Regions from separate parts of the Mus musculus genome. Here all the other regions are linked to region 5. The links are chromatin contacts, called in public HiChIP or PLAC-seq and promoter capture Hi-C maps. All regions are on one chromosome and are shown on one strand. The core of a region is the stretch at or near the end of the contact, and the rest is flanking DNA. Distances in the headings are between cores, read along the strand shown. Region 1 holds the start of Fam149a (family with sequence similarity 149, member A). Region 2 holds the start of F11 (coagulation factor XI). Region 3 overlaps Fam149a (family with sequence similarity 149, member A). Region 4 has its middle 29 kb from the start of Tlr3. Region 5 holds the start of Ankrd37 (ankyrin repeat domain 37). Region 6 holds the start of Tlr3 (toll-like receptor 3). Region 7 holds the start of Cyp4v3 (cytochrome P450, family 4, subfamily v, polypeptide 3).

The links. Promoter capture Hi-C pulls out the DNA fragments that hold promoters and counts their contacts. HiChIP or PLAC-seq counts read pairs in DNA pulled down with a chosen protein or histone mark. Capture Hi-C pulls out chosen DNA fragments and counts their contacts.
Region 1: a contact with region 5 is called in an H3K4me3 HiChIP or PLAC-seq map of embryonic stem cells, with 8 times the contacts expected there. The contact joins the promoter of Fam149a here to the promoter of Ankrd37 in region 5. A contact is called at or near these places in 4 of 39 promoter capture datasets (cranial neural crest, embryonic stem cells and liver), 2 of 115 datasets of contacts at active chromatin or transcription factors (embryonic stem cells and neural tube) and 2 of 9 other capture datasets (adipose tissue and pancreatic islet).
Region 2: a contact with region 5 is called in a promoter capture Hi-C map of liver, with 4 times the contacts expected there. The contact joins the promoter of F11 here to the promoter of Ankrd37 in region 5. A contact is called at or near these places in 4 of 39 promoter capture datasets (embryonic stem cells, hippocampal neurons and liver).
Region 3: a promoter capture Hi-C map of neural stem cells shows a contact between it and region 5. The contact joins the enhancer-like site here to the promoter of Ankrd37 in region 5. A contact is called at or near these places in 7 of 39 promoter capture datasets (the 3T3-L1 cell line, embryonic stem cells, hippocampal neurons and 2 more), 1 of 115 datasets of contacts at active chromatin or transcription factors (forebrain) and 2 of 9 other capture datasets (adipose tissue and liver).
Region 4: a contact with region 5 is called in a promoter capture Hi-C map of neural stem cells. The contact joins the enhancer-like site here to the promoter of Ankrd37 in region 5. A contact is called at or near these places in 1 of 39 promoter capture datasets (neural stem cells), 7 of 115 datasets of contacts at active chromatin or transcription factors (acute myeloid leukemia, embryonic basal ganglia, embryonic forebrain and 4 more) and 2 of 9 other capture datasets (adipose tissue and embryonic stem cells).
Region 6: a promoter capture Hi-C map of neural stem cells shows a contact between it and region 5. The contact joins the promoter of Tlr3 here to the promoter of Ankrd37 in region 5. A contact is called at or near these places in 12 of 39 promoter capture datasets (the C10 cell line, cranial neural crest, embryonic stem cells and 7 more), 9 of 115 datasets of contacts at active chromatin or transcription factors (astrocytes, bone marrow-derived macrophages, embryonic limb bud and 6 more) and 4 of 9 other capture datasets (adipose tissue, embryonic stem cells, liver and 1 more).
Region 7: a promoter capture Hi-C map of adipose tissue shows a contact between it and region 5. The contact joins the promoter of Cyp4v3 here to the promoter of Ankrd37 in region 5. A contact is called at or near these places in 10 of 39 promoter capture datasets (the 3T3-L1 cell line, 3T3-L1-derived adipocytes, cranial neural crest and 5 more), 1 of 484 Hi-C or Micro-C datasets (bone marrow-derived macrophages), 2 of 115 datasets of contacts at active chromatin or transcription factors (bone marrow-derived dendritic cells and bone marrow-derived macrophages) and 2 of 9 other capture datasets (adipose tissue and liver).

The regions. Positions count from the first base shown.
Region 1 is chr8:45,380,904-45,384,959 of GRCm38.p6, reverse strand. Fam149a (family with sequence similarity 149, member A) reads left to right here and starts at 2,669. Exons shown (of 14, transcript NM_153535.2): 1 at 2,669-3,807. The coding sequence starts at 3,200.
Region 2 is chr8:45,259,489-45,263,319 of GRCm38.p6, reverse strand. F11 (coagulation factor XI) reads left to right here and starts at 1,289. Exons shown (of 15, transcript NM_028066.2): 1 at 1,289-1,378; 2 at 2,239-2,294. The coding sequence starts at 2,240. All of the region lies in intron 3 of Gm30504 (a long non-coding RNA gene), which reads right to left.
Region 3 is chr8:45,357,047-45,360,592 of GRCm38.p6, reverse strand. The region is part of intron 1 of Fam149a (family with sequence similarity 149, member A); the gene reads left to right. Among named protein-coding and RNA genes, the nearest start is that of Fam149a, 23 kb to the left of the region's middle. Within about 2 kb of position 2,157, at least 162 of the 459 cell types and tissues checked have an H3K27ac peak or open chromatin away from gene starts, as enhancers often do. A contact at or near this core is called in forebrain, hippocampal neurons, liver and 1 more, where this site is marked.
Region 4 is chr8:45,437,114-45,440,954 of GRCm38.p6, reverse strand. No RefSeq gene overlaps it. Among named protein-coding and RNA genes, the nearest start is that of Tlr3, 29 kb to the right of the region's middle. Within about 2 kb of position 1,579, at least 23 of the 459 cell types and tissues checked have an H3K27ac peak or open chromatin away from gene starts, as enhancers often do. A contact at or near this core is called in neural stem cells, where this site is marked.
Region 5 is chr8:45,998,238-46,002,363 of GRCm38.p6, reverse strand. It overlaps Ankrd37 (ankyrin repeat domain 37), which reads left to right and starts at 2,514. Exons shown (of 5, transcript NM_001039562.1): 1 at 2,514-2,747; 2 at 2,961-3,113; 3 at 3,876-3,967. The coding sequence starts at 2,721.
Region 6 is chr8:45,408,479-45,412,561 of GRCm38.p6, reverse strand. Tlr3 (toll-like receptor 3) reads left to right here and starts at 2,182. Exons shown (of 7, transcript NM_001357316.1): 1 at 2,182-2,262; 2 at 2,584-2,766; 3 at 3,827-3,896.
Region 7 is chr8:45,330,636-45,334,682 of GRCm38.p6, reverse strand. Cyp4v3 (cytochrome P450, family 4, subfamily v, polypeptide 3) reads left to right here and starts at 1,520. Exons shown (of 11, transcript NM_133969.3): 1 at 1,520-1,918. The coding sequence starts at 1,705. The region is part of intron 3 of Gm30504 (a long non-coding RNA gene); the gene reads right to left.

The DNA of each region.
Region 1 (4,056 bases), core at 1,420-3,919, 620 kb after region 5:
TTACTCTTGTTTGTTTTGATCAAATATTAAATTTCCAAAACATAAAATTTGTTCATAGAAACATTATTATAGTTCCCTAGTATTTTCTCCATGTCAGAGCTAAATGACAGAAGAAAAATAAGCCAAGTTCTTAGCTAATCAAAATACGATTTTTAAAACTAAACACTTTAACATTACTAACAGCCTGTCTAAAATGAGTACAGTCCTAGTCCGTGAATCATTTCTTTTCTTTGCATTATTCTTCAGCTTCAGCTAGAGCATCATGGTCCACCACCTAAGGCTCGTGTCATGAAAACTGCATGCTGTTGGTAATTAAGGATTAACCTGGTAACATCTCACATGTGTCTACAAAGCTGTTGATGGATGAACAATGGCTGTAAGAGACCCAGTGGCTTCCTTAGAAGGGTTTATTATGGGTGCAATTACAGATCATTTTTCCAAAGCAGTGTCTGCAAAAACAAAAGGGTCAATCACTCATCCACTGCCCCTTGTTTATGGGGCTAGCTTTTCAGAAAGCCACAGTCATTAGTTAACTAGCAGTGGGACCTTCCTCCATGGGCCTTCTCTCTTTCTGTCGCTTTCTCTACGGATTAAAGACAGTTGCTATCACCACTTGAATTTATAGCCAGCTGTTTAGAGCCAATGTGGCCACTGAATACTTTTCTAGAATCACAAGTAAAATACGATGATGGTGAAAAGCTCCTCTTTGCTTAAGCAATCCCCTAACAGTTTCCTAGGGTTATCATAACAAGTTGCCACGTCAGGATGGCTTCACGTAGCACACTTCTGCAGGCTACAAATCCTACACTGGGTATCTGCAAAGCTCGGATCCCCTGGAAACCTGGAAGTCAGGATTTTTCTCTCCCTCTACCACCTGAACAGTAGTTTTGAGACTGTCCACATATCTGTCACCACAGAGGTTAGGGTGTTTTCTCCCATGTCACTTTTCTTGCTCACAGTATACTGTCCCATTGGCTTAGGGTCCATGCAAATGACTTCATCAGAACTTAATTATATTATGGTCCTGTCACCCAGGTTTTTTGTCATATGGTTTCAGTTGAGGTCAACTATGATTCAGAAATATTACTGTAGGAATTATATGAGTCTGTGTATGTGTGCCTGTGTATATATATGTGTCTGTGTCTGTGTCTATGTCTGTGTCTGTGTCTGTGTGTGTGTCTGTGTCTGTGTCTGTGTCTGTGTCTGTGTCTGTGTGTCTGTGTCTGTGTGTCTGTGTGTCTGTGTCTGTGTCTGTGTCTGTGTCTGTGTCTGTGTCTGTGTCTGTGTCTGTGTCTGTGTCTGTGTCTGTGTCTGTGTCTGTGTCTGTATCTGTATCTGTATCTGTATCTGTATCTATATCTATATCTACATATAAAGAGAGAGTGTGTGTGTAAGGACAAGGGACCAGCCATTCACATAACATTTACTGCAAGCCTGAGGAGCTATGTGAAGTATCTGAATGCCCTGACATATGTTCCATAGCTTGGGGACCATCTGGCAAATTGCAGCACAGGGGAATGACAAGAACATGGCAAGTGGCAGTTGGCCAATGCCAGTCTGCTTCTGATAGCCTTTCATTGTCCTACAGTCGTCACAGCCTTTCTGGTCTGTCCCCAGCACCTCTGTCTCTAGGGTCCACCACTGCTGACCTGGGGTTGTCTGGCACTCACTCACCCTTCCCCTCATCCAGATCCTTCCTTCCAAGCTTTCCATGTTGACGACTGCATACTCTTCCTAGTCCCAGAATCTGATTAGATGGAGCCTTATTGCTCCAGAGCTCTCTCTCTCTCTTTCACCCTCTCTCTCCCCCTCCCCCTGCCCCTCCCCCTCTGCAGGTGCTGTGCTTTCTCCCAGGTGATGCTGACTGAGATGGTGGTCATGTGCTACACTTGTGTCTAAGGGCTTATCTCAGTCACAACCTGAGATAGATAAGTATCTGTTTTGTTTTGTTTTGTTTTGTTAGTTTTATTGTACTTCAAGAACACTGTATCTCCTTGTCTCTCAGTGCTAAATGAGTCTTGAAATTCTATAAAGGTGCTTCTGACATGTTTATTTGCCAGGTAGGATACACTAATGAGATCATGGGCCATTTTCAATATGATAGGTAGAAAATGAGCTGCCTATGGGAAAACATAAAGCTTGATGTTCCAATTATGTTACAGTTTGAAAAGAAACACCCTCCCAGGTTCATGCGCTAGAGGCTTGGTCTTCAGTTGGTAGTGTAGAGATCCCCTCATTAAAAGTGTTTTTAAATGTTGTCATAGTTACAACAAACGGAGATGCAAAGCTTACCAGAAGGTATAAAAATAACCATAGCTCAGCTCATACATATATAAAATCAAAGTAGGTGTAATGCCATTTGTTCCACATAAGATATCTTGACATCTTCAGTGATGGACAGAAAATAAATCTTGGGGTAAACAAAGTGGAGCCCATTTCAAGCATATTCCCTCAATTCACCTTCCTGCTCACCCTTCTCACATCAAAGATCATGATCATGAGCATGGTATATTTGAACTTGTCAAGTCGAATGAGTTCCAGAACATTCTGGAACCGATGGGTCCGCTTGCAGGGATTATGTTCAAGGTCCTAGTAGCTCCTGGGCAGCCTGAAGCTGTAAGGATGGTGGCGAAATTTGAGACTGTTTCTTTAAGGCAAGAGTCAAGGAGGGGAGCTGGTGTTTCTATTGTGGACACAGCCCAGCTACAGCCTGGAGTCCAATTAGCAGAGAGCTTAGCAGGGGTTTTGTTTAGCTTAGCAACCGCCTGTGCAGCCCCAGGGGCCAGCCAGAGAATCTCCAGCGAGTTTAGCCCATAATCCGTGCATCCAACACTAGTCCTCTCCTTGAGCTCTGTGCCCCTGGTCCCTTGAACATCTTACTACACTGTGGGACAGGAGGGATTTCTCTTTGCAGAGGGTAACCAGCCTCCCTCTGTCGCCTTTACATCTGTGGGTTCATTGGAGAGGGTCTGTCAGACCCATAAGGAACTAAACGCTGAAACAACGGATTCCTGTGGGTGGAAAAAAAGACCTAGAAGCCTCGAGGAAGCTGTGTGCCAGGACCCCAGGACCCTCTGCTCGTCCCCAGAGCCATCTGATCCAGATCGCTGCAGGGGGTGGTGGATGGAGCCCTGCAGACCAGCACCTGGTGTCCTTGACCTCCCGGCGACAGTCACAGTAACCTCTCCAGGACCAAGGCATGAAGGTCGCTGTGTTGGACCTGGGGTCTCTGTTTGCCAAGATCTTCAAGCTCTCAACAGCATCCCCGGCAGTCTCCAGCCACCCTGGAGGCGCGGCGGCCACAGGATCAGTAGACTCCGGCGCCAGCACGTCGCTTAGAGAGGCTGAGACCCTGACTTTGCTCCCATCTCTGCCTCCAGACACCGCGGCCTCACGGGAGCCCTTCACCCCGGTGCACACTCCGCTCCCTGCCTCGCACCCCAGGAGCTCCGCAGCTGCTCAAAGGGTAGAAGCAACAGGGTGTTCCGGATCTCTGCCCAGCAGCTCAGGAGCATCCATAGCACCGCCCTTAACCCCCTACAGTGGCTCTGCCGGCTCAGTGGCTTCAGTGACTTTACCCAGCCCAGGGGTTGACTGGGCGACCCTGCCTTCTGTCACCATCCCCTTGGGCAGCAACAGCGTCACAGCATCAAGTCCACGGAACCCTCGCCAGCTGCGAGCTCCTGGAGAGCGAGAGCCCAGTGTATGGATGGCCCCGGGTCCGGTTCCCAAAACTCTGTTTTTCACCTTGCCTGACATTGGCGAGGAATGGACCTCGGACAGCGACTCCCAGGATGACCCAGAAGGGTGAGTAGCAACAGTGTTGTCAACTTTGACTTCCACCCTCTGCCTGCCACAATCTCTTCCCGGGTTCACTCCGCCCACTCCCAGGCTTTCTGGTCATTTCCAACATAGACTATGAGAAACTTTCCCTTAACATCCTCACAGTAAACTTCTTGTTGATCAAGGGAGAAAAAGAGGGAAGGGACAGACTGTGTGCTAGGTCTCTGCTACCCGAAGCACTGAACCCTAGACAGTGAGCATGATTTTCACGAG
Region 2 (3,831 bases), core at 40-2,539, 740 kb after region 5:
CCCTCAGTCTCTGCTCCATCCCCCATCTCTACATTTCTTGTAGACAGAATCAATTTTGGGTCAAAAGTTTTGCAGGCAGGTTGTTGTCCCTCTTACATTTCTCATGGAGGCATTTCCTCAACTTATTTCCTCTCTCTGATGTCTCCAGCTCATGTCAAGTTGACACAGTTGTTCGGGACCCACATGAAGACCAAGCTGTTCATCTGCTACATGTGTGGGGAGGCCTAGGTCCAACCCGTGTATGCTGTGGTAGTTCAGTCTCTGAGAGCCAAAACAGTCCAGGTTAGTTGACTCTATTGATCTTCCTTTGGAGTTCCATCCCCTTTGGGGCCCTCAATCCTTCCCACAACTCTACCATCAGAGTCCCCAAGCTTCATCCACTGTTTGGCTGTGGGTCTCTGCATCCGTCTGAGTCAGCTGCTGGGTGGAGCCTCTCAGAGGACAGGCTTTCTAGACTCCTGTCTGCAAGCATAGCATTAATAGCATCAGGGATTGGTGCTTGCCCATAGGATGGATCACTAGTTGGGTTGGTTACTGTTGGCCATTCCCTCAGTCTCTGCTCCATCCCCCATCTCTACATTTCTTATAGACAGAATCAATTTTGGGTCAAAAGTTTTGCAGGCAGGTTGTTGTCCCTCTTGCTCCACTGAGGTTCCTGCCTAGCTACATGAGGTAGCCTCTTTAGGTTTGATATCCTCAATGCTGTGAATCCCAACTAAGATCACCCCCCATTCATTCCTGGTGTCTCCCCTATCTCAGGTCTCAGATATGCCTTCAAGATGCCCCCCCCCCACCTCTCCACCTCTGCCAGCTGCAGATTTCCATTCATTCTCATGGCCATCTGGCTATCTCTCCTGTTCCTCCCCATACCTGGTCCTGAACCCCCTTCACCCCACTCCCCATCCCCTCTCCCACCCAGTTCCTTTCCTCCATCTTCCTCCTATGACTCTTTTATTCCCTCTTCTAAATAAGATTCAAGCATCCTCGCTTGGACATTCCTTCTTATTTAGCTTCTTTGGGTCTGTGGAGTGGAGCGTGAGTATTCCAACTTCTAAGGCACACAGACAACCTCAGATTCTCCAGCCCTTTGTGTGTGTTGCTTATTTGAACAAACGGGTGAAAGAAAACACACAAAGTTGGCGTGTTGAAAGAGTTAGTCGATCTTCTGGGGTAGGTTTCAGTACAGAGACCAAAGGGACATTCTCAGACACTAGACACACTATGCAAAGACAGGATGTCACATGACAAAGGATAACGGCACAAGTAAACATTTAAGCAACAGTGTTCCATACCGGCTCACGTAGAAAAAGGACAAGACTATAGGAAAGAAAGCAAACACTCCGCCGAGGACTACAGCAAAGACAGAAAGTATCTGCAGGTACGGCTTCAAAAGGAGCATTTCTCTCAGCAACTTATATCTGTTAATGCCCTGTCTTCTGGAATAAGGGCTTAGTTTTTATCAGTAGAGAGAGATTGATTTTTAAGATGTATCTGATTTTACATTGTAGATCTCCTTAGTCACCCCCTGTAGTAAACTAAGGAAAACTTCCGTGGAGGGAGAGGGGAAGATTAGTAACTCGTAGTGAGTAAGAATTCTCTTTCAAGAAAAAGATTCAAGAGCAATACAAGGCCTAGATATGAAGGTGTGTGTGTGTGTGTGTGTGTGTGTGTGTGTGTGTCTTAACAGCCTGTTCAGAATTTAGTAGGTCACATACACTTACAAGTAATGAAGACAATATATTAATGAATTTGCAGTAATTTTTTGTTTTAGAAATAGAAACTGTTGTAAGGAGGATAATCATTCAGAGCTCTTTGATATGTATCACTCACATTCACATACATGCATACACACAGAGAGAGAGAAAGAGAGATACAGAGATAGACAGAGAGAGAACCCAAAAATGTAAAGAGAGGAAATGAGTTGAAAGAAAAAATGGGAAACTGGGTTAGGGAGGGGTTCAGATGACAGTGACTGGGGGCTTTCAGAGTTGGGAGTGAGGCAGCGATGGAGAGAGGGCAGGGAGGAGGGAGTGTCCATTGTGACCTCTGCAGAACTCTGACTAGACTGAGCAGCTCACACCGTGTTGGAGCTGTCCTAACACTACCAAGGGGACGGGGGAGACCCCATGAACACCACCTAGGGAGTTGCTCCTTTCATTCTGTGTAAAGTCTGATGTCTTCAAACTTGTTGTAAATTTATACTCTGTTCTAAAAACAGTGACATTCTTCTCTTTGTAGGATGACCTCATTACATCAGGTGTTATATTTTATCTTTTTTGCCTCAGTTTCTAGTGGTAAGTTGCTGTATTTATTTTCCCCTAACATAATATTTTTTATTACTTGAGAGTTTCATACAATGCACCCTGATCACACTCACTTTCCATTCCTTCTAAGTTCACCCTCCCACTCTTGAGCCCTGCCAGCTCACTCCCCCCTTCTTGAAAAAAAATCATCAAGTCAATCAATTTGTGTTGAGAATATATACTCGTTGGGAATGTGATCAAACTCCCAATGGTCAGCCCCTTAAAGAAAAGTGAGTCTTTTTCCTCCCCCACTTCTCTCCCCACTCCCTTACCCAGTTGGAAGCCATCAACTGTGAAGAGTTATACTTCAGCATCTTTACTACAATTTTAAAGGACTCTCTTCAGTATTTAAGTATGGCTTAGAAATAGCTCATTCCTTGACCTGTAATGTAGGAAACAGCCTAAGTCCACAAAAAGAAATTACACTTCAGACCCCATATATTGTGGAATAATTCCATGCTGTGAACTCCAGGGAAGGAAATAGAGTCGTTTATTTTCCAGTGAAAGCTCCCCTTTAATACATCAAAGAAAGAAAGAGATTTAAATATAGAATTACAAAGAGTCTTCACCTATATCATCTGAATGCTAGTAATATCTGTCTATAGAGTTGCATCTCTATCTACCTACACAACACATTGCCATGATTCCTAGGAGCAAGATTAGAAAGAGAAGACTCGACTCACCTCATTGATTATTATTCCATAAGGGATTCAGTCTAGTATCTCTCTCTGTCTCTGTCTCTCTGTCTCTGTCTCTGTCTCTCTCTGTCTCCGTCTCTCTCTCTCTCTCTTTCTCTCTCTCTCTCTCTCTCTCACGCACACACACACACACACACACACACACACACACACTCACCAATTCCTGACTGAAAATGTTATAGAAAAATTAATGTGTGGCTTACACATTTGGTTAATTTACCCCTTGCAATTATGCTTCCATTCTACATTACATCCAGTAAATACATTGCTTACCATTCAGTAGAATGAAATGGGAAGTTACCTCACCAATACTGATCTTAACAACTTAGTGTAAGCACTTCTTAAAATAATTTATTTATGTTATATTGAATGCCTGAGACTGCCATTGACATATTAAGCATAGTTAGTTCTTTTTGGTGTGACACATGTGAACAGTAGCAGATCTAAAATAAAATAAACATATGTAACATATTAAATTATACAGATTATAGCTTAATTTTTCTTTGTGATTAGATTGATTTTCAGGTTATTCCTTCATTATCAATGTTTTGAAATCCCATTGTTATTTGTACTGTCTTGTTCAGTACTGTTTTGACATGTTGTTGTTGTTGTTGTTGTTGTTGTTGTTTGACACAGAGTTTCTATGTGTAGCCCTGGCTGTCCTGGAGCTTGATTTGTAGACCAAGCTGACCTCAAACTCAGAGATCTGCCTGCCTCTACCTCCAAGGGCTGGGATTGAAGGTGTGCACCATCATCGCTCGGCAGCCTGTCTTAACATCTTAAACACTGAGTTCAATAACTGTGTCGATTCACAAGGACATTCTGAGAAT
Region 3 (3,546 bases), core at 908-3,407, 640 kb after region 5:
GTTAACCTGTGCAGGAGCAGGGACTTGGGACTGCCGTGGATCCAAGATGGCTGCCGACTGGGACGTCTTTCCTGATGAGATGTGCGGTTCACTTCCACGCCTTCAATTTCCATGACCGCTTTAATTATAGTATGTATCAGAAGTGTCACCACCCGGAGTCAGGCCGGGCTTTGATGGAGTGGACAGTGTCTAGTTTCTTGGTGTCCCATGTGACTGTGTTGTTTGGTAGCCATCCTGCTGGAGGAACTATTTGAAGTCTTGAGACTTCACAAAAGGGATGTTCAACTAAAAGCAGGCTTTTAGCCACACATGAGTCACTTCTCGATCTAATTGGGTGCACACCTGCATGAAGTCCTCGTGGATCCTCCAGACCCCATCAGCCACCAGGCAAAAATCTGAGCCACCTCACAAGGAACAGAAAGCAAGTCTTGACAGCATATCTGAATTCTGCAGATTGTGAACATGTGGAAATAAGTTTTCAGTCTTTTAAAAAATATTTTTAAATTAAAATACATATACATTATTTAACCCATCTCTTTCCTCCCCTGACCCTTCTCACTCTCAAATTAAGGCCACATTTATTTTTTTTCAAATTGTTCTTATATATACAGATGTCTATATAAGTGTATGTATATATGTATAAATGTTCCTAATTACATAAATAAAATCTGCTCGGTCCATATAATATTACTTCGATGTATATGATTTTAAGACTGACCATTTGTTAGTGGATAACCATTTGGGGGCTCTACCCTGAGGAAGGCTATTTCTCCCTCTTTCAGCATTTCTTAGTTGCCTGTAGCTCTTTGAGGGTACCAATACTGGGCATGCTAACATGAAAGGGTGGGGGACGATCATGGGGCCTCAACCTTGGTGTTTTTAAGTTTGATTTTTGTGCAGATGGAGGTTGCACTCAGGCCTCCAGAGAAGCAGTTTACCACGGATCTGCGTAGGTCTAGAACTACTGTTTCATTCCAGGAATACGTTTGTGATATATTGATATTTAAAAGTAGATATCTGGGACGGACACCCATGCACACACATTCACACACATACAGACACACATGCATGCACATGCATTTGTACATACACTCATATGCACACACACACACACACACACACACACACACACACACAAATGATTGTGGTAATTCACTTTCGAATCCCCAGGGGTCACTCAAGAGGCTGAAACAACAGGATCTCTATGGTTGGAACTAGCCTTGGCTACATAGTCAGTCCCTGACCAACTTGGGCTACAAGGAGAGAGACCATCTCAAAACACGCAAGGAAACAAACACATGCATTAATAAACCAATGAGTCGATCAGCAAAGACGCTCTGTGGCTTACAGTAAAATGACTGGTTTGTGTGACTTTGAGGATCTGTTTGCAGAAGCAGAGACTACACAGCAAAGGATGCTCTGATCTTGTGTATTATCAGACCTAAAGCTCTGATTAATCTTGCATTTACTAGATCGAGGCCTTGGTTATTTTAAACCTCTCTTTGCCTTCTCACCTGAAACCTTGCATCTCATTGATGCTGGCAGGAAGGATGTGAAATCTTGTACAGTTCTTTGCCTTTCTCTCAGGATTCTAAATGCTATGTTGGAGAAGCTAGGCTGGAAATATCAGGGCTTGAAAAATCAGTATTTTAGAGAGGACTGTGGGGTTGGCTCAGGGAGACCACCAAATCCTCTGGTCTCTGGATATAGAAATCTGATCTGCAGAAGCAGTGGCCAGCTTTTCCGGAGGTCCTGGCCAGAGAGGGCGGGAAGGGGCGGGGAGTGCTAGCCACGATTCTGCCCACTGCAGCCCGGGCCGAGGCAGGAGGCAGGAAGGATGGGAGAATTGAGAGACCTCGCTGTGGCATCCAGCCTCTGTTGGATCTGAGGGTCCGGAGCCGGAAGCCGTGCCCGGAGCCCCGGGATCCGCCGCGCCCATGGGCCCCGCCAGCGCCCCTGGCTCCGTCTCTGCCGGCTCGCTGGTCCCGGACACTCCGCGGGTTCAGCGCTAGCGGGGCTCGGGGCTCAGGGCTGGGCGGGCGCGGAGCTGAGGTCCCGGGGATCCGGGGACATGCTGCAGCCCTTGCCCTGCGTGAGAACGGCGCGGACAACCACCGCACAGTGCTGCCCAGGCCCCGAGGCTCCCGGCCCGGCCTGTGGGACAAGAGCCAGAGCCTGAGGTTGATTGTAATTGGGTAAGTTCACCCCGGCTGGGTGTAACGAGTTCTAGATTATGGCTTGGTTTTGTGAGAAGTGCGTGATTTTTTCCCCCTGCCTGCAAAGGCAAAATACATCTGGTGTGTGCGTTCCTTCCGGCATTCATTCATGAAATTGTAGCATGCTGGCACCAGCAGGCCTTCCCAAGTGACGTCGCTTCTTCACTCAGAGACTCATTACCGCGTACCAGAAGGTACAGTCCCCAGAACTAAGGTAGCTTCTTAGATTTCGAAGGATTATTCCTCTCCCCTTGGGTATGTTGGCTACACAGTTGAAAACCAGATCCCTGCTGGTTTTAACTCAGGGGTAGAGTGCTTGCCTGGCTTGCATGAAGAGGCCCTTGCTCAACTTCCAGCACACAGAAAGAAAACAACACACATACACACACACACACTTGACTATCCTGCATTTTAATCTAAAGACTGTATCTACTTCAAATACTCCTTTCGGACAGAGAAATGGTGTTTTGAAGGGTGTATGGACTGTTACTTGTACCTCCACGGGGCAGTTTGACATCCCCCCCACCCCGGCCAGGTTTGCAGGTTCTCAGAAATCCACCTAAATCAATCAATCAATCAATCAATCAATCAATCAATCAATCAATCAAACCAGACTATGTGGAGTCTCTGGAGGAACTCCTGGAGATCAGTATTGAGCCTAACTCCCACGTGTGTGCGTTATGGCTCCATTTAGCCCACCTCAGGAGAGCCCACATATTGGTTTCAAAGGTGCACACAAGAAAACTGTTCCTAGCTCTAGAATGTAAGCATAAGGAAAGGACTAACATAAAACTGTCAAATGTCTAGGTATTGAGTATCATGAGTTTAACAGACATTGCACAGGGTATAAGTTCTAAAGTACTTACAGGATAGGATATGTCCTGTAAGTTTGCATATTTAGTCCAAGGAGTGGACAGTTCACAGGGGATTAAGATGTTCAAAGTTATGCATGGAACCAGTGTTTGGCTAGAGAACAGAGAAACCGAAGGACTAAACCCTAATAATAACATAGCCCAAGAAGCAAAGGATACTTAGAATGCCATGTCAGCACTCTCCATCTTGTGGTGAGCTGCATCCTATCTGCTCCATGCACTTGGGATCGATGCTTCTAGGACGAGGGGAAGATGGCTGCTGTGTTGTTAGTTTGCAGATGTGTGTGTGTGTTGAGCCACAGGGAAGAGAAGTCCATGGGTGAGTCTGCTATGAAGAAGGCCTCAGAGAGAAAACTGCTAGTCTCCCATCATGGACGCCATCATCCAACTGGATGGCATGTTAGCTCGAATCTAACTTAAGCTCCTTACTGTTCAAAATACAGCTACTCGACATAATA
Region 4 (3,841 bases), core at 330-2,829, 560 kb after region 5:
ACACAGAGAGACACACACATGGACACACACACATCAACACACATATACATACACACATACACACATATACACACATACATACACATATACACACACATACAAACATACATATACACACAAACACACACATACACACACACACATACACATACGCACATGTTCAGGGACCATCACAAGGAGGAGGGGGAGCAACAATTGTAAATCCAGAGGGTGAGAAGAACCAGAATAGAACAGTGTCTTCATGGCACTGCACTGGTGAACCCACAGTGGCCTGCATATGATCAAGTCAGAGTCCCAGCCTGTGAGACCCCTCCTCTATTGAGGAGCTGTGGGCAGGTGCTGGCTTCTGGAGGAGAAAGAGTCACTTTGTCTAAGAGACAACCATGCTCCTGGGAATGGCTGCACACTCATGGATATATGAGACCAGCACAAACTGAGTTATTAACAAAATAAAACAGGAGGGGGTAAGGATTTGGGGAGTATCTGGCAAGAGTTAGGAGGAGGAAAAGAGAGAATATGATGAAAATACATTGTATGGAACTCTCAAAGATTAATTAAATATATCTTAAACTCCCCTATCATACACATAATTTTAATAAACACATTAATTACCATTTTCTTTTTCCCATTCTCCTACCCTCAGAGGTATGACACGTGTAATGATATATAATAATGTTTTAGAAAAATAATATTTCTAGTTTTGCCTTAATTAGTGCTTAAGTACACACATATATTTGTATTGAAATTAACTTGCTAGGAAAATCCTTAACTTTTGCAAGGGCAGTTATTGAGACAGGGCCTCATTAAGTAGCCTAGCTGGTCAGGAACTCACTCTGTAGGCCAGGATGGCTTCTAATTCATAGAGATCCACCTGTCTTTGAATGATAACAAAGTTTCATAAATAATTTATAGCTATACAGTTACTTCTCAAGATCTCAAGTCATGGTGTGTGTGTGTGTGTGTGTGTGTGTGTGTGTTGCTAAAAATCAAACCCAGTGTTTCACCCACACATGCTAAGCATACAGCCTTTCAGTTAGTTATACTACTCAGGCTTTATATTTTCATATATTAAAGTCACACATGCTTGTGTATGCATCCAATTTGACTGGGTCTGGCATGTTGAGAGGAATTCACTACTGGCATTTGATATAAACGATAGGAAAAAGGCAGAGGGGACGCCCTTTGCTTATTCGTTAGTCACTGGAATGTGGAGTAGGGCAACTATCTTCTGTACATATGTCATTGCAGTGCTGAACATCCAAACTAACCTTCTAGCCCTGTAAGTATGCTATTTGTAGTTCAGGTCATTTAACCAGAGGACAATGCTTCAAAGAAAACAACAACAACACACTGATCCGGTTTAGCACTGCAGAGGACCACAGGGAGAAAGAGACAACAAAGGAAACGATAAAGAGGTCGAGAAAAGAGAAAACTTAGTTTCCATTTGTTCTAATTTCTACAAGAGTTATTTAGTCCTCTAGATTTACTTAGCCAGCATCTAAACAGCATCTAAACTCAGGGACGGCTAAAGTGAAAGGGGAAAATGATCTCTCTGCTCCATCTAGTGTTAAGTTTTGAAACAGCAGTTCTCACTTCCTAGTTACCTAATTGGAAACGGAATGAGGAATAGGATCAAGTCAAGCTCCCTCTGTACAACTGTGAAAGCATTGCAAACAATGCATTCCTAGCATCGTGTGCATGTTTTACAAGGTCGTTGAGGCAATCCTTAAGTCTAAGGCACGGCAGCAATTATGATGGGGTCATGCCTTGGAAGCCTGACTCTGGCTTAGATTGGGTCTGCCACAAGCCAGCTTTAACATCATAGTCTGTCTGGAGTTGCATGTGATTATACATCATGTGTGATTCTGGGTGTGAGTGGAGGACAGATGGAAAGAAGGAAGAAAGGAAAATAAAAAGGCAGTCATAAAGGAACCAGAGGATAGAGGCATATTGCATCTGTTAGATCATACTCCCTAGCAACCTGCCCCCCTCTCTCCCTCTCCCTCCCCCTCCCCCTCCCTCTCTCTTCTCTCTCTCTCTCTCTCTCTCTCTCTCTCTCTCTCTCTCTCTCTCTCTCTCTCTCTCTCTCTCCCTCTCTCAAGCCCGATCATGCTTCCTGTAGAGCTCAGGTCTCTACCTCTTCTAAAACTATAACAGAATATTATAAACAAACACTCTTCCTTATCTCAAACAACTCTGATACCCACCCAGAAACTGTCTTTGAGCTATGCCAAGCTAACCACCCTCCCACTTGGTGGAGGATGGGGAATGTGTAACATAGGAATAGGGGACTTTTGCCTCCTTCCATGTTACATACTCTTATAGTCTCTCTCCCCCTGTATGCTTCCTGCATCTTGCTACCCATGGCAACCAACTCCTCCTCTTTCACTTTAAGCTATCTCTGCTGATGTTCTCCTATTGTCTATAATTCCCTTACCACCAAGGTCCCGTCAGTTTGCTGCTGGTGTGATGTACTAACTTCATAATGCTGCCTTACCTCTGGGTAAGGCCAATCATGGCCTACCTGGTTTTAAGGCTATCTCCCCTAATGCAGCTCATTTCTGAAGGGCGATTGTGTCTGCTCCTTTCCTGAATCTGCCACTCCTGTTCCTAACAATCCATATCATTATGTCTATTGAGGGCAAATGGACAGATCTGATAAACTACACTGCCATGAATGCATCTTACTATAAAAAAAAATCTGTTGAAACTTTATTAAACAGGATAGTGACAACGGCAATGGCCACTAGTTGAATATGTGTTGTTTGTCATATGTCCACACATGGTTTTATTTAATCCATGCCATAGTCCTCTCAGGCAGAAATTATCAGCAGCATTCTTCACATATGGAAAATATGAGACTTCAAGACCTTAGTAGCCTTGCACAAGGTCCCATAGTCATTCAATGATAAAACAGCGATGCAGTTCTCCGATTTCCCATTATCAAGCTCCACGGTGCTCTCATGGACCGAATGCCTCTTTCTTCCAGAATGCTTTGGAATCATGGCCAACCATGGCTACATAGCTGGAATCCTTAATCTCCTTTCTGTCATGTTCACTGGAATAGTATTATATATACTAAGGCAACCATGGTGCAGAACATGGGGAGGGATGGGGATGGTTGTTTCAAATGTGGATCCCAGGTCATAAAGTGAAGAAAAAGAAAGTTAACTTTACATAGCATTTTTAGATGTCAGGATGGATTTGCTTCTGTGAAAACACGTCATCACACAGGACCAAATAATGGCAGGCAAAGTGTTGGTTATGGGAGAATCAGATGGTGTCACTATCAAGTGATCGTTTCTATAGACACTCTTCAGAACTCGACAAAGCATCAATTAAGATTTTAATGAATACATATAGAAGAGTGTTGGCCAACATTGTTTTTGTTTGTTTGTTTTTCTTTGTTTCTTTAGGTCTGTAAAACATCCTAGAATTGTTTGATTTGAGGCAAAACTATCTTTTATTGCTAAAGCTGATAATTCTAACACATTAACCCTGTTACATAGCACAATATTGAAATATTTCATTTACTTCATTTACTTCTTCTAACAAAGATTGTATAGTTGATCTTTTCTGTCATAAATTAAGGAGAGAGTCATTAGTAAATAGCACAAAAAAGAAAAGGTTATTTAAGACATACTCTGCTATAGGAGGTATCATTTTTTAGGACTGCAGCCAGATAATAAGTTTGCACATCCTAATTGACAGAAGCTGGTCCCTAGGGATGGACCTTTGAATGCTCAAGACATCCCTGGTTCCAGCCTTTTCTTTCTGCTTCTGTTTGCCATTATCTATTCTATTTATAAAGAGAGCATTGGCATACTAACATATCCTGTAT
Region 5 (4,126 bases), core at 1,265-3,764:
AGTCCAGCAGATGTGAGCCCATGCGGTGATACCCAGACTCTGCTCAGAAGTCAGCATCGCACAGAACTCCTTGCCATCCTCCTGCTGATCCTATTTTCTAACACTTCTTTGCCACCATCCCCAGAGCCTCAGCGGAGGTGGTGGTAAGGAGTAGATGAAGAAGTCTTGTTATGGGTGAGTGAGCACTCTGTAAACTCCAAGACGACTTGGGTTATTACAGGAAAACCGCAATTAAAGAAGTCTCCGAAACAACGTAAGCTATTGCCATTGCCAAAGTACATGGTAAAACCCTCTTGCTGAAGACACCATACCCCATGGCTTTAGGGCAGAGAGACACCAATCTCAAAGCGACTGGGAAATTGCCTCCTGCTATCTAGTTTTCACAGAGCCAGAAGGTGCAGTGCAGTCTGTTGAGTGGGGAAAGACATGAGAGCTTTTACCTAGTGCTGGACTCCACATATGACAATACAAACCTGGCCAAGCAACAAGTGCCCACTACTGCAACAGGGGCACAACTGTCATGGGGTAACTGCTTTCTGATTGGACTTTAAGCTGGCTCCTCAGGAGAGAATATCATATTTGGTACTGTAATCCTGGTCGAGAGCCCATGGATGGGGAAGTCATAGATAGGTCTTAAGGTAGAAGTCACCATTGTTATTTTTCTAGATGGCTAGGTTTTCAAATAGCTGTGTGTGTGTGTGTGTGTGTGTGTGTGTGTGTGTGTGTGTGTGTCAGGATCAGACTGCAAGTCTCGGGGATTCTCCTATGTTCACCCCCTCCAGCTTTGGAATGACAGGTGCAGGTAGCTGTCCTTGTTTTGTTATTCATGTGGGAGCTGAAGACTGAACTCAGGTTAGTATGCAAATTACATTACAATCTTAGAAATGGTCAAATTATACACATCTGAGAGAACTGTATTAAAATCAGATTATCAGGTTTGATTTGCACCTGTTGTACACACCTATATAACTAGAGTTAAATACAATTTTTTTTTTTTCAGGCACTGAGGAGCCATGAGTGAAAAAAGTTTTAAGAAGCCCTGTTCTAGGGAACAGCCTAAGATTGTGGACCACCACAATGAGCAGTGTGCCTTATTAAAGAATTATATTGGTTAGTGAAAATTAATGGGTGAGAATTTTGTGACTTGTTGGGAAAACTGTGACTATGATAAACTTGCTGTTCTTTAAAACCATACTGGTTCAGATATCTTCTGTTACAACTATTGAAAAAGAATCCTCATTAAAACGGGAAGCCAAATATTTAAATAAAACTTCCTTAGGAGCTAAGATTTACAGGAAGAAGCACAACATAGACTATTTTAAGCGACACGGTCTTCTGTGTCAAGTAAACTCTACATGTTATTTGATGTCTAACCAGCTGTTAATAGTTTCTTACCTCTATGTTTCACCTGCTACCATTAACTTTAACTACAGTCAGAAGTCAACAGGGTTCATGAAAAGGAATTCAAACTTTGCAGTTATTACATTGTCATGAATTTTACCAGTAATGCCATGTTTGTTTTAAAATCTCACCCTAAATTATTGTTTCTTTTGGTCTGCTTCTCAGACTTTACTGACTTCAAGGCTTTGAGTAGTAGTATCCTGGGAAGAGTCCTTTTGTTCCTCAGGCTTATCTGATGCTCTAATTTGGGTTCTGGGTTTTGATGAAGCCCTTCTCATGTCCTAGCGCAGGGGTTCATGCTGTCAGCAGATCACATCACTAACATTAAATCACTTGGCTGCTTTCTTCACGGTAATCTTTTGTTCTTTCCTTTCCGTATTCTTATTATTCCTAATAACCGGAGTGAGGGCCATCCCCTTGGCAAACTCCTTGTATTTACTAGCTATTGCCGGAACCAGGACGGGTTTCGGACCCTCAGGGGACGTGTGACAATGGGTGGCTTATTTCACAGGAATTGCCACCTTGCTCACAAAGGCAACACTGACTGATAGGTAATTCACTGGGTTTGGGAGAGCATCTCCTATGGTAAACCCTCCGTCACAGTCTCATCGACATGCCCTCTAACGCCCCACCGCTGCATCCCCTTCCAAAGCATCCTGCGGCGCGCGCGGCGGCGGAGGACGTGGGGCAGGAGGAAGCACCTTCGGACCAAGCTGGAGGTGGAGGACGCGGGGCCTGCGGGGGTGGATGGGTGTGGGCTACTTCTGCTTCCCTCTTTTCCGGGCTACGTGCGTGCTCTCAGTCACAAAGCCATGCACCGGCGATTGCGGCTTCTCCAGAGGGCTAAAAGGGCTTGACTCCACCCAGCAGTACGTGCCTAGCTCGGCTCGCATCATGGCCGCCGCCAAAGCGCAAAGGCCAGGCCTTCCACCCTCTTCGCCCACCACCTTCACTGCGCACGCGTGCTGCGGCCGCCTGGGCTTCGCTCCCAACAGGGCGGACCCAGGGGGAGGTCGGCCTGGCCAATCAGCTGGCAGGCCGCGCAGCAGGCTCCGCCCCCTCCTCTTTTGCTTGGGGTTCCAGGCTGCACATGTCAGTGTTTGGGTACGTGAGGCCGCAGCGGGGCTGGGGACATCGCGCTGGGCAGAACCAGGCCGTGGGAACGCTCCCAGGCTGGGGAGCGGCGGGGAGGAGCCGCGGCCCTGCAGGTTCCCGAGAGCTTTAAATTCTCCCGAACTGGGGCAGTCCCTTGCATTCTTACCGGCCAGTGTTGCCTCTCTGAACTCCCGGGGACACTTGTCATCTGCTTTAGGTGGGCGATGCTGTTGCTTAGTTGCAACTTGGAGGTGAGACTCTCGCCCCTTTAAGTCCTGCAGGCTAGATCTCCCAGAGGTCTGTGTGTCTTAGGAGCTCTAACAAACGTGACAGTGACAAACTGCTGGGTTACCAAGTCAAACCTTGTCAGATCTTGTTTTCTTTTTTTTTCCGTGGAGGGGTGGATTTTCAGCTCAGAGGGCTCGAGCGGGACAGGACAGTGACAAGCTGTTCTTTTCCTGCAGGAGGATGACCTTAAGAGTTTGCTGGAGACAGGAGCATCAGTGAACGCACCTCCGGATCCCCAGGAGCAGTCGCCTGCTCACCTAGCTGCAGGTGGCGGCCTTGCGTGCTTTCTTCTCTGGCAGCTGCAAACAGGTGCTGACCTCAACCAACAGGTAACTAGGTAACCGATTGTTGCTATGTACAACCCTCTCCTCCACCCAGTGTCTGCACGGACATTTCCTAGATGTCCGTTTCAGTTGGTATAAACAGGCATATAGGAATTTCCAGGAGAAAAATACATACTGCAAGATGGTAACTTGGAACTTTTTAGTATCCACATTAATAAAACAAAAACAAGCCATGGGATTTCTTTTAATAATCTAATCCCAAATACTCTTTCAGTATGTAATTATATCAGCAATGATTTATGTGTATTTTATTTTGCTCTTGTACCACGGTTCCCAATTCAGTGTGTATTTTACTTTTATGGCATAGCTCAGTGAAGTCGAACCACATTTCAAATATATATATATAGCATGTATTTACTGTACTTTTAAAAGTACTTGCTATTGTCCAAGTTCCAGTCAACCAGGAAATAGTATGTGGGAAACATGCCCACCATCAATTCTTCCAGTAGTCTTCATCTTCATTAGAGTGTGACGAAGTTTTTAATTGTAAACCTTTGGCTTCTATAGAACTCTATAGTGTGCTGGCATTCCCTTAATTTTTTAATGTGTGCAAATATGATGGCATGTTTTTATTAATGGAAACTTTGTATTAGCACAGCAAGAGAACTTCATGAAAAATACAATTAGTGGAATAATCCAGTTGTTACAAGGTAGTTTTCACTGGCTCCCTCAAATAGCTGGTATTACTTTGCCCACTGGCTTCTACAGAATGTTAGGGAGACCCTAATGTGCAGTCTTGTCTTACAGGATGTCTTGGGAGAAACTCCACTCCACAAGGCAGCAAAGGTTGGAAGCCTGGACTGCCTGAGCCTCCTTGTGGCCAGTGATGTCCAGATTGGGTGAGTCTGAAATCAGTGGTCTGAGGCTTTGTGGTTTCTTGGATTAAATTAACCATACTCCTAATTATATATGATCTTAAAAATAATACTCGCCTAACTGGTAATATAATGTTATCCTTCCAGGAATTGAATATTATCAAATAGAGTAAGTGGAAACAG
Region 6 (4,083 bases), core at 933-3,432, 590 kb after region 5:
TGAGGGATTATACATTGCCGCCTGGGGGATAGCTCTGAGTTTGGGAAGGATGGGAAAAGGTCTCCCAAATGTAACTTCAAAAGGAGCACACTGGACCCAGAGCTCTCTATAGGGGAGGCAGTTGGCCCATCTTTTGCCAGTTTCCAGGACCAATTTGGTCAGAGTATCCTAAAGAGTTCTATTTATCCTTCCTACCTGTTGAGGGCCCAGTGGCCTTTTTCACAATGTAATTTCCAATTAATGTTTAATACCTTTGTCAGATTTTGAAACACATGGAAGATGGGTCAGCAGTTAAAATGCTTGCCAAAAGCATGCTTGAGGAACACATTTGGGGTTCCCAGAACCTAGGTAAATGTCAGGTGGATGAAGGGGCTTGCCTGAGACTTCTAGGGCCTAGAAGGTGAGGATGGGATATCCAGAGCAGGCTGGTCAGCTAGGCTAGCAGCAAGGAGCTCTCAGTTCAGTTGAGAGACCCTTCCTCAATGAACAAAGTGTAGCACAATAAAGGAAAATACCCCAAATCAATTTCACGCCTTGATGAATATGTGCACATGTGTGCATATGTCCCCCACCCCCAGTATGTACACATATACATGCCAAGATATGTACACTTGAAAAAAAAGTTCTCTATTTATTTGAAGCCACTTACTAGTCAACTAACATTACAGCTAACCTAATATCTGTAAAGAATTACAAAGCATAAGATATTATAGATTATAGAGGAAGTATATTGTACTTATCTAATGCTGCATGGCCTATCACTCCATTTCTAAACAGTAAAGCAGCAGCAAGATGGTTTGCAGCTTTTCTGGGATGTTGGCAGAACTTGTTGAAGAAGGTCATTCAAGGTCATTGCTGAAGAAACTGCAGTAAGTTAAAGTAGATTGGAGGACTGTCTCCCATGCAGCCAGAGTCCATGTTAGCCATCTCCTAGGTGTTCGTGAGCATGCACATTCCCCTCCTTATATCCATTGCACAGCTAATCTAGGCTTCTGATTGCATAGCATTGGAGCCCCAGATTCCAATGAAGCCTGAGAGAGACTGGTGTTCCAAGAAGACAAGTCTTAAATACAGAGGCACTTATCAGGCTTCCCTAATGGACTCAGAACCAGACAGATATCCACTTGGTCAAAGCTACCCAAGCCAAGGGTCAGTGTGGGAGAGGACCATACAGCAGCCGATTCTCTGTCAGGAGACTAGTCCTTTAGAGGCTAGCAAGTTCTTCTGTGAGATGGTGTCAGAAGTAAAATTACAAAAATGCAGCCCAACCTGTTTTCAAGGAACCCACAGAGGTGAAATCTTGCCAAGACTATCAACGTTGTGTTGGCATCCAGGTGGATCAATGTAGAGGTCATTAATTTACTGAGGACAAAGTGCTTGCTTATGGTGTTGAGCTAAGAGTGTAGCCATGAGCCAGGTAACCACAGGAAGTAACCTCCTGGGGCCAGGGAAGAGCAATTTGCACCAGGATACAAAGTTACTTCTTGCTTTCACTTCTGTGGCCATTCACCTTTTCCACTTTCACCTCTGCCAAACAAAGGAACTATTGACTGAGAGCTCAGGCACTCCCCTCTCTTGGCTTCAAGACAAGAAGATCAGGTCAGGTGCTCTCCCATTTCTTGTATGCTTTATTACGTTTAACTTTTTTTTTAAAACTAAATAACAACCTGGCTGAATACTATGTCATTGCTCATCTGTAATGAAAAGAAAACTGACTTCATTCCCTTGCAACTCCGTTTCTTTAACCAGTTGGAGTCCTCATAGCTAATTGAGGAAGAAGGAGTTAATCCCGAGCTCTTCTCTGACCAAACAGATGCCTACTGATGCCTAATTTGTGGGTTTTGTGGAAAACTGGGCCTGCTTGAGTAAGAAAGGCTCTTTGTGACACCCAGTGCTGGACCAAACTTCTGCCTTCCTTCCTCCCTCCCTGCTCCCTTCCCCCATTGTTATTTCCCGGCCTAGTTGTTTCTGGGAGTTTCCTGCTTTTGAGGCAGGACCTCCTCCTGTGTCCGAGATGTCCTCAACATTTCCTGCTGGAAAACTGGATGGCCATTTTTACCTAAGAGATTAAGTTCGACTTTACTCATTTTGCAAAGAAGATAAAGCGAGGTAAGTGAATGGCTTTCACTTTGTTTAGACACATCCCATTTCCCCACACGGCCGGTCCCTGTTGGCCCCTCCCACTATGCGCGATTCCCGACCAGCACTCTGGGTCTCTGGGCGGCAGTCCCAACCTCAGACCATGCACTGCGCATATCACAGGTTTGCAAGGATCTGAAACCCACTGCAGAGGGCTTGGCTCTGAAGCCAGAAACTTACTGACTTCCAGAATTCTGCCCCCAGGCGGCGGCCGGTTCCTCGGCTTACACCTTCCTCCCTGAAGGTCGATTTGTGACCATTTCAATGAATCCCAGGAGGCCCTTAAAAAGAAACTAAAAAAGGGTAACAGTTTAATAACAATTTAACTGTTTCGCTGAAAATATCCTCTCTCTCTCCCTCTCCCTCTCCCCCTCCCCCCCCCCCCCTCTCTCTCTCTCTCTCTCTCTCTCTCTCTCTCTCTCTCAACTTAAGTTTCACTTTCAGGCTGAAAGGAAATGTGTGATTTAAAAAAAAAAGTCTGAATGAAAACTAAGGGGATGCAGGACCTCAGGCTGAGTAAAATCAGAATGTACTTGGCTTTTGAGGTTGACGCACCTGTTCTCTATCTGGGAAGTTAAACTGCCTGAATCACAATCGCGCACCAAAAGAAGATAGAAGATGATGCAGGTATTGGGAGAAGGGGAAAAATGCACCATAGTTCCAAATGTAAATTTAGCTACAAATTCTGATATCTTGTGATGAAATGCCAATTTTATGCAGCAACTAAAACAACAGCAGCAAGAACATACTTCCTCTATAGACTTCTCTTCTTGGAAAGATACTTTGAGAAAGCATTCAAAGTGATTTTGTAAAAGGCTTTAAAAAGTGGGTGAATGTGGCTCTGAGGGGTGTAAGGGGTAAACAAGATCAAAATACATATGTATGTGTAATGAATAGTATGAAATCATCAAAGAGCAAGTAAAAGGATTATATTAAAAGGTAGTTAAAAATACTTTTTAAAAAATTGCACCTTTTCCAAAAACAAAATAAAACAACAACAACAACAACAACAACAAAAACGCAGAAGGTTAAAAAGTCCTTTGTATTTAGTGAGCTAGAAAGGAAGACCTGGCACTCCATGACAATGTTCTTGAGAAAGGACAAATTCTCAGATGTTTCTAGGAACTGGCCAGTCACTTTCTGTTACAGAATGAAGAAGGGCAGCAGGAGAGGAGGGCAGGCTGTTCTGGAAGTTGTAGAGTAAGGCCAGAAACCAGGCTGGCAAATTATGGACTAGTTTGGGGAAAGCAGTCAACCTTCACCATATAGAAGTTGTCATAAGCTCTTCTCATGACTTTATGATGTGATTTTGTGTTGACACGTATCTAACTGTTTTGAAAGCTTTTCCTTACTATTAACTATTACCTACTAACTCGTGTTACTGATGAAAAAAGTTTTATGATCTCCTTAACACGCTGTTTAGGATTTGTCCCCCTCCCACTTTCTCTGTCTTTCTGCTTGTGCATGTGGTCACCATTCTGAATTCCCTAACATTCTAGTCACTCATGACCTTGTTTTTCATGCAGCCTGCTTCATTAGTGGATTTTTTTTGGGGGGGTGGATTTTTTTTTTTTTTTGCTTTTCACTCTCAATGAAGTTTGTTTTCAGATTGAGACTGTCTTTCAGTTATTCAGGGATACAGTTTGGAAATGCATTGGTCCTTAGTAATTCTAATTTCTATTTACAGTCTTTCCAGAGGGATAGATGTTACCTAAGCAAGGAGTAGAATATGATACAGGGATTGCACCCATAATCTGGTAAGTAGAGGTGAAAACAATACCTCGAGGAAAATTTGCTAGTTGCCTGTCTCTTACTTTGCAATCTGTTTTGTAATGCAAAGTTTATAATAGGCTCACATGCATAGAAAAAAAATCAGTAAATATCATATGATCACTGGGGGTCATGACCATATCATCTGAGGGAAAGGGGAGGCAATTGTTTTAA
Region 7 (4,047 bases), core at 271-2,770, 670 kb after region 5:
AATGGAAATAATTGAGTCAAAAGATATCAAAGAGAAGGAATATTCATAATTATCCACAGCATATGAAGCATCTATATTTATATTACTATGTTTTATGAAATATATTAATGTTCTACACTAGTGTGGATACATACACTATATAACATGCTACTTTGAATACTTACGATAATGTAACAATGTATATTTTGCTTCGTCATTTGTTTTCTTTTGCTCTTTCACTTAATGTTTTATGAACTTCTTTTCCTGACAGTACACACCAGATGGCTCTTTTGTAAAAAGTAACTGCAGGGGTGGGCAACATGGCTCAGCTGGCCAAAGAGCTTGACACCAAACTTGACCACTTGCGTTTGAGCCTCCAAAACCACATGGTGGGTTGTTGTCCTCTGATCTCCATGCTTGCATACAGTTTAAAAAGAATGTAATACGTTTTTAAAAATTCAACTGAGGAAAGCCCTAGATGTGCTTTCTTCAGGTCCCAGAGGCCACACGGGTGTTTGTGGGCACACCATGCAGTCTCTGTATGAAAATAACATTCTCAAGAAAATGAGAATCCAGGGCATCTGTGGATTTCAACTTTCTTGGCACTCTCCCCAGTGTGCAGTAGGCAAGGGCACTTCTCATCCTGCCCTTTGGTAAGGACAATGGGGTGTAGAACAGGGACTCCTGTTCAGGCTGGAGACCTCCATGGGTAGCTAGTAAATAACTTTGCTAGCTTCTTCTTTCTGGCCTTTCCCTTTCTGCAGGCTTGGCATTTTAGCTTCACTTTGACTGTGCCCCATTACTGTTGCCAACCCTCCTCATAGCATGCCTTCTTCCACCCACTTCTGAGCCCCTCCATCCCCACCCTTGTTCTCTCTAGTTCTGGCTTTCCTTGATCAGAGAATGTTTAGGGAAGTGCTAGACTGTGTTCTCCTTTAGTTCTGGTGATTCAGTCTGTCAGCTGACACTCACTGGATACGTGGCTTCCCTAAACTTCTAGGTCATGGGAAGGCGGTTGCTGTGCCGGACCCTGAAGCAGGGGCCAGAGTGTGTCCGGTGCCCCTGGGCAACCGGCCCTGCCCTAGGGCAGCAACTGATGCAGGTTTGCGCAAGGGCTAGTTGAATTTAGAATTCCAAAAACTGCCTTTCGACACCGAGGACTCTTCATTTGAATTTTTTAAAACAGACTGCTTATGAGATCTGTAATCCTTCCACAAAGCAAGGGAGTTGCAAAATTCTTAACAGCCCACATTAGCCGGCCCTAGGGTGTCCGGAACTGGCGATGCGAATTTCTAGTTTCTTCTCCATCCCGAAGCTACCCTAAATTCGACTTCCTCCGCCATCCTCATCTTTCCACACCGTGAGCTTTCACGTGCATTCTGAACTTCAGAGCTCAGAAGTTGTTCCGGTCTTTCGCTTTCGCCTTGAACCCCAGTGGCTGGCGCGTAGTACGCAGACTCGTGCAGGGCATCACAACAAACCTGCGGGAGCTTTCCCCGCCCCCTCGGAAAGTTTGTCCCCAGGGCGTGGTGCAGACGCTACAGATTTTCCCAGCTCCAGAGCTGGAAGATCTGAGAGGACCTGGTGTGCCCCGGGGGTTCTTTTTCCTGAGCCCTGAGCCGGGAGCTTGGAGTTCCCGAATTTGTCCCTCCCTCCTCTGCACCCGGCAGCGACTGGTCGCCACCTTCTCACTGGCAATCCAGAGGGAAGAGGGGAATCAGAGAGATGTTGTGGCTGTGGTTAGGGCTCAGTGGGCAGAAACTATTGCTTTGGGGCGCAGCGAGCGCGGTCTCCCTGGCCGGCGCCACTATCCTGATCAGCATCTTTCCGATGCTGGTAAGCTACGCGCGGAAATGGCAGCAGATGCGGTCAATCCCGTCGGTGGCCCGCGCCTACCCCTTGGTGGGACACGCGCTTTATATGAAGCCCAACAACGCAGGTATGTGTATGTACAAGGAAGTGTCTACTCCGTCTACTACTCTAACTAAGGCTGTTAGGCGCCTCGTCAGTCAGAGACACCTATTTAATGGACTGCTCCCACTCCCTCCCAACTTTTTCTTGCCACAATTGAGGTCTTCACATCCCTCAGACCTGCTAGGAGAAAGAAGAAATCTTCCAACCTCCACACCCCCACCCCTCCAACTCACCCTTACCCTCCAGGGAGTAAGTTCCTAATTCTCCCCATACCCATTTCCACTCTAGTGCCTGCCAAATTGCTTTGTGCCTCCCATCCTATAACGAGCATAGCAAACATACATATGTGTATATAGCATGTGTGTATAGAACAGGTTACAGTCTTTCCAAGTAAAATTAATTGATTGATATGCAGTTAAAATCCTCTTGGCCTTTGTAGATCAATCCTTCTGAGGAAGTCTTTCAAGGCCACTTCAGCAGACTCTACTGCCAAGGGCCTTGAAGTAAATTTATATGGCTAGGTTCAAAAATCTTACTTATTGGAGAGGTTTTTGTCGTTATTGTTGTTGGTGGTGTTTTTTAAACCTGAAATAATTTTAAAGAAATGTTTTATGCAAAAAAATTTTGTTCTTTTGCTTTAGAAAAATACCTAAAGTCAGAAAGTTCTTAAAAATAGTGGTATCTGTGGTTCCCTGTTAGAGATAGTGTATTCAGTCTTAACACTTAATCTTCATGGCTGTGTAAGCCTGGACATCCAGAACTGAGAAGAGACTTCCAGATGGCACATTTTAAAAGAACCTACACCAGATCCTACCTTTTCTTCAGATTAACTATTAATAGTTGTTTTACGGGCTGACCATCAATTTTAAATCTTCTTTAATATAGGTTTTAATATAGTTGCATCTCATTTTATTTTTAAATTTTTTATTGGTTATTTTCTTTATTTACATTTCAAATGTTATCCCCCTTTCCGGTTTCCCCTCCAAAACCTCCCTATCCCATCCCCTCCCCCTGCTTCTATGAGGGTGCTCTCCCACCCTCCCACCCACTCCCATGTCACAACCCTGGCATTCCCTATGCTAAGCATTTAAATCTTCTTAAGATCCTTTATTATCACTTCTGCGACCCAGGACAAAAACTGTCACAACAACTTAACTTGAATAACATGGGACACCATGGGAAAGTTTGTACGAAAATACTATCTAGCAGAAATCCAAGCAAATTCTCGTCACCTAACAATCGGTGTGACTTATAAGAAGTAATCCAACAACACTTTTATGTATGTTAGAACCATGTTGATAAAAACCCATGCTGTTTAGTTGAATAATACTCAAAAGAAAGCTAACATCCCCTTCCACTCTGACACTTGAGAGTCTACCCTAACCATTCCACTGTGAAAATCGCAGAAGATGAAATACAAAACCCAAAATGCCCATCAGGAAACAGTCCAGTGTCTCTGCTATATACAGAGCCCCATCATGTTCAGTAAAATGAACCACCCCAAGACCTGGTAAAGGTATTATTTTTGAGTGTTGGTAAAGAGTTTTTAAAGGAGGTTAGTGAATCTGAGCGGCCCAGATAAGAAAAATTCCTCTTTAACATGAGCAGAATCCTAACACCCTGAGTTCAGAAGAAACAATGCAGAAAGCAAACTGGTGTCTCTCTGAGGTTTTTCTCCAGCCACGTTGGTCATCAGAAGTCCAGGCTTGCCAGCCTTCAGACTTCACTGCTTAGGCAAGCCCTTGGCCTTCCCCCACTTCCTCTTCTCCAGTATTTCATTTTCTATCGCTGGTGCTACTCCTCACAGTCTGGACTGCTCAAAGACTCTAGGGTTCTAATTCAGCTTAGACATTGTCTTGGCACATTTGTCTCAGCACAAATACATTATCCAAAGGTTGACTTTTTGAGGAAGCATTGTGTATGGAATGTGTAGGGGGGTTGTGTGTATGTTCATGCATGTATATGTGTGAAGGTGTGTGTTTGAATATATATGTGTACGTGTGTGTGTGTGTGTGTGTGTGTGTATTCAGTTTTTATTTGCTTGGTTTTTGAGATGGGGTTCCTATGTAACCTTGGCTGTATGTGTGTGTATATATGGGTATGAGTGTATGTGTATGTATGTGTATTTATGTGTGTGTGAATGTGGGTATATGT